Linked DNA regions of Danio rerio: region 1 is linked to region 2. A link is a contact called in public HiCAR-type data. All regions are on one chromosome and are shown on one strand. The core of a region is the stretch at or near the end of the contact, and the rest is flanking DNA. Distances in the headings are between cores, read along the strand shown.

Region 1 (2,700 bases), core at 59-2,558, 240 kb before region 2:
CGATCCAAAGTGGCCACTTCAAAAGCAGTAGTCCAAGGAAACACATATTCGTTAAACGTCTATACTTTCATAGCTCTCTCTCTTTCTCTCTCTCTCTCTCTGTGTGTATTTGGGGGCATCATTGTTAAAAAAATAGTTCCCTTACATTTACACAGAGCAAAGCTAACTGCTACTTTTTAATTTGTTGACAACTTTTTTCTCCTTTACCCGTCGGTTTTGGAACCAGATAGTGACCTGTCGTTCAGATAGGTTGGTCTGAGCGGATATCCGTCTGCGTTTGTCCTTGGTGATAAACTTGTTAGTGGCATACTCCCGTTCAAGCTCCTTCAGCTGCACCTTGGTATATGGAACACGTTTCTTCCTTCCGCGGCGGAAGGAGCTGCCGTCTGCCCCTCCATGGGATACTGACTCTATAGAATTCATTATAACATAAATATTAAATGGGTTTAATGATAAATGCACATATCTGCGGAGTTTGTTATTGATGTGTATTTTTTTTCTTTTTGCAATTCTCAAAATAAACTTACCTGGTATTGACGACTTCCACACGTTTCCCGTTTGTTGCTGCTCTTTGGTGCAGTAGACCTGTCCGTTCCATCCACTGGTTGTGATTGCCCACGGTTGGTAACTCTCCATCGGCAGTAAAGACTCATGTCGGGGCTCCGAAGGCCCGCTTATTGCCTGGACTACTGGAACATCCAGATAGCTCGGAACTGGTTGATATGGACTTGAGGCGTAGCTTGAGTACAAGGCAAACTCCTTGGCGCGTGAGCTGGTATAATCTTCGCCTGTAGAAGCTGATGTGTCCATGTATTTTTCTCCGTAAGGTGAACCAGAGGCAGGGGACTGGGCGCATGTCTTTACACCTCCACCACTCCCATGGTGGTGGGACATTCGGCAAGGATAGTATCCACCGCCTCCGAAATATCCATAGGAAATTGAGGCGCTGGCTGAACCTTGAACGGCTGAGCAGGGGCTGCATTGCTTTCCAGAATCACCCGCTGCAGCAGCAGCCACTTCGCTGGACGGATAAGTAGCACTGGGCGCAAGAGAGGCAGGGTGAGACATCAAATTCCTGCACGGGCTTGGCGAGAAGTTACCTCCTGTGAACCCTTCCATATTTTTGCTGGTGTCGTCTAAACCGCCACCGTTATCATAGAGAAACATGACCGGGTCAATCCAGCGCGGGCGGAGAAGTAGTGACGTTGTCATAGCCCGTCGGACATTGAGACGTGTGGCTCTTTTTTGTGAAGCTTAGACACTGAAAAGGGGAGACAGTTGACTCTGACGCACCCTCGTACATCCAGAATCACGTCTCGATTGGCTCAACATGGGTCATGTGATATGTAAAATAGGACAATAATCAGCTCAAGTGCTAACACTTAAACCGAACTAAATGCAGTGATGTGAGATGATCTGTCAAAGGATGTCACCCGTTTCAAAGTTCTCCAAAAGATGATAGATTCATAAGTGTAAAAACGGAAAATGGCGAATCCAGCTATGTTAATTCAGGACATTTAATTATTTTTACAAACTAAACCAAATGGTGTTGTGTTATGTTGTTTTAAATAGCCTAAATGTATGAATATAAACTAAACGATTTTTTAAAGTATTTGTAAGCGCTGGTAATCATCCCAGTCAACTGCGCACATATTCAAATGTCTGACAATCTTTGTTGCCTCTGTGGAGCTTGGTGGCCAATTAAACAATTTAGGATTAAAACGTCAAAAAAATAAAAATAAGTTCAAAATTATTCGTAAAAATTGTGCCATTAATTTAAATTTAAACAACAGTAGTAACAGTATTTTAGACAAAAAAATAGATTATTTGAACATTCTCAATTAACCTATAGCCTTTTCATTTAGCCAACGTCCCCTGATGCAAAATAAAGCAAGTTACAGATAACAAAAGGATATTTTCACGATACATAAAAAATCTGTCACAAGTGAGGGTAGTGAAAAGAGAAATGTAAATTTTTTTAAACGTGGCATGAAGTCCTGCTGTGACGGCTTCCGTTTTGTTTACAAGTTGCAGAGACGGAGAACACCCCCCTATATTTGTCTGTATTTTACGCGCGAGGCTGACGCGTCTGCAGGCCAAGGTCAAGTTGAAAGTTGCCGTCTTGCCGCGACACAGTGCCTGTTGGCCTATTCTGACTTTGATGGCCAGTCTAAAAGCTTGTTGTTTGTTGAGAAATCTTTGGTGAAAACAGATGTAGTTTTAACTTAACATGGTTTCCTTCTGATTTTGTATTTTAAACTGTTGAACGAAAATCGTATATATATATATATATATATATATATATATATATATATATATATATATATATATATATATATATATATATATATATTCTTAAAACAGGAAATGGTTAAAAAAGGAAATTTTTGTCCAAAAATCTAATATTTTATTAAATGTGTACTCGTGCGTAAAGTAAACAAAGGTCATTTGTTTTTGTAGTAGCTCCAATATTTGGCATTTGCTGATAGAAAACAGTCGCGTGAAATATGTTGTGATTAAACATTTAGGCTATAGATAGACGATAACGAATTGCTATGTATATTAAACTTATACTATATATATATATATATATATATATATATATATATATATATATATATATATATATAGTATAAGTTTAATATACATAGCAATTCGTTATCGTCTACCTATAGCCTAAATTATGCAGATTATGTGTAA
Region 2 (2,898 bases), core at 36-2,535:
AAAATACTGCCGGAGAGATTCATCAGACGGTTGTTTTTCAGTTTTAAGATTTTAAGGTGTGATAGATGTCCAAAAGCACCTTGATCCACGAGAGATATGTGATTGTCACTGAAGTCGAGGTGTTCGATGCGCTCGAGCGGGTCCAGCAGACCAGCAGGAATCTCTGTCAGCTCGTTCCTGTCAATCATAAACTCCCTCACGCGTCCGAGCCCCTTAAACGCTTCGTTGCCTAGCTTTGATATCTTGTTATGGCTCAGTGAAAGTTTTGATAGTTTTTTTAAGCTCTGGAAAACGTGGTTTCCAACGTGTCTTATTTGGTTGCCCGCAATTAGAAGAGTTTTGAGTGACTTAAGGTCAGAAAACATAAAAACATCTTGCAGCTCTGTTTGTTTATTGTCCGACAGGTTTAAAAACTGCAGTTTGCTGAGCCGCAAGAATGCATTCCGGTCGATACGCCGAAGGTGGTTCGATTCTAAGTGGAGAAACATTAAGTTTGGCAAACCTTCGAAGACGGACTCCTTTAACACTTCGATCGAATTTCCATCAAGTCGTAGTTTCACTAAACTGTTTAAATGGGTAAATGATTTAGGGATGCACTCGTTGATTTCGTTGTTATTGCTATATAATATTGTGAGTTTTTTCAGCGATTGTAGAGTCCCAGGTTGTATCGTCGATATTAGGTTGTTTCCTAGAAATAGTTCCTCTAGTTTGGATAGTTTCTTGAATGATTCAGGATGTATACTCCTTATTTGATTAAACTGGAGATTAAGTCTCATTAGGTCGCCATAGCGCATGAAGTCAAAAGCACTGATGTTGTGAATGAAGTTTCCCGCGAGACTGAGAACCCGCACATCCTCTGCGTGCTCCACCTGCGGCGCTTTGGGCACCGCGCGGAGACCGCGGTTTGCGCACAGGATATGCTGCGCGTGCTGGCAATCACATCGCTCCGGACAAATGGCGCAAACAGGGGCGAAGAATAAAAGCAATCCACTGCCGAACAAAAATAAGTTTGAGAGCAAATATGCCATTCCAGTGATGCAAATACAAGGCGCTTAACGCATTCCTTTGTTCGCCAAATCTTGTTGATTCACCAAATTCTTCCTCGCCAGGAATCGAAGATTCATTAATGCATTGTCGACTGAATGCAGACATTTAGATTATGTCTAACTGATCACGATTGCACAGCGACTGTATTTAGGTATCCATGCACAACCGTTGCGAGCTGATGTGGCTTCAGCCGAGGAAACATTAGCCTCCGTCAGACCCTCTCATCCCCCAAGAAGTCATCTGTTGCAGATTACACACACACACACACACACACACACACACACACACACACACACACACACACACACACACACACACACACTGTAGTGATCTCCGAGTTCAGGCACGGAACAGCCCTCCCCACTCCCATCCAGATGTGAACACTGTCTCCAAACGAGCATCAGATCTAGCTTTATTTTAGATTCAATTCCTCAATGAGTTAATTTACTTCCAAAACGATTCTTTTAGCTAAAACGAAGTGAATTTGTACTTACCACCTTGTAGTATAGTCTATTGTAACTAATTATTACAGCACATTAATAATAATGAATCATGATATGTTCATTCATTAATTTTCCTTTGCAATTCCTTTATTTATCAGTGGTCAACAAAGCAGAATGAACTGCCAACTTATCCAGCATATGTTTTACACAGCGGATGCCCTTCCAGCTGCAACCAGCACTCGGAAACATCCATACACTCTTACATGCACACATACACTGTGGCCAATTTAGTTTATTCAATCACCTATAACCAGGGATGAATTTAGTGATTTTGGGGCCCTAATTAATTTCAGCCACAGGGCCCCAAAGTTCCAAAATGCACCTTTTGTCCTTAATTTTTTTATTTTTGCTGTTTTCTTTCTTATTTCATTCAATCTCCCTTGTTACTTTTTTCTAAATGGAAAATAATAACATATAAAGCATCTTGTAAAACTTTCAAAATGATTTTTTTTCTTAAGATGAATTCACAGCTAAACATAATAAATGAACTATTTAGTTTTTAAAACTAAATCTTTACTGATTTGACTGCTGGACTGATCCATGATTGAAGGTGGGGGCACATTTGCACAGATGTAATAAATATATTCCAGTTAAAATTTGTGGACCCTCACCTTACAAAATATTATAGAAAACAATGTTATATATAATTTATAGGTATCATTTATACTTGTAGGTATTTATTTAGCGGCCCTCAGATTTCCTTGGGCCCTAAGTGGCCAGTTACCTTGCTTATTGGTTGAATCCATCCCTGCCTAAAGCGCATGTCTTTGGACTGTGGGGAAAACCAGGGCACCCAGAGGAACTCCCACAAACACGGGGAGAACATGCAAACTCCACAAAGAAATGGTAACTGGCCCAGCCAGGACTCGAACCAGCAACCTTCTTACTGGCGAGGTGACAGTGCTAACCATTGAGCCACCATGTCACCCAAATCATGAAATAATTATTTCATTACTTTGTTTACAGCGGCTTTTGCATGACTTACATCTAACTTTGAAAGGGCACCTATAGTGAAAAATCTACTTTTCAATCTGTTTGGACAGACATATGTGTAGATGTAGTATATAGACCGTCATATTGGAGTGATATGAACACACCCAGTCCTTTTTTTCAATTTAACAACATAAAAACTGTGGATCAATTGAAGCAGTATTCAGATCGACCGCAACTTGACGTAGAAATGCGGTCCCCCCGCCCACCGAATTGATTGACAGCTGCGTATTAACATGTCCCGGTAGTCATGTGTATAATCATATCAATAAGACAGGACTTGTGCAAAGCAACCGGGAATAAAAGGTCTGTTCAGTTTGCTAGGATCATCAATCATCATCAATCAGCTTTACTTCAT

The links. HiCAR-type assays count read pairs that join an accessible place to other places.
Region 1: a HiCAR-type map of caudal fin shows a contact between it and region 2, with 5 times the contacts expected there. The contact joins the promoter of hoxa13a here to the promoter of tril in region 2. A contact is called at or near these places in 3 of 18 Hi-C or Micro-C datasets (caudal fin and embryo) and 1 of 4 datasets of contacts at active chromatin or transcription factors (caudal fin).

What each region holds. Positions count from the first base shown.
Region 1 is chr19:21,987,534-21,990,233 of GRCz12tu, reverse strand. hoxa13a (homeobox A13a) reads right to left here and starts at 1,308. Exons shown (of 2, transcript NM_001085494.1): 1 at 528-1,308; 2 at 1-410. The coding sequence starts at 1,212. The coding sequence ends at 163. It also overlaps a transcript of evx1 not described here.
Region 2 is chr19:21,746,695-21,749,592 of GRCz12tu, reverse strand. tril (TLR4 interactor with leucine-rich repeats) reads right to left here and starts at 1,285. Exons shown (of 1, transcript XM_009294188.4): 1 at 1-1,285. The coding sequence starts at 1,028.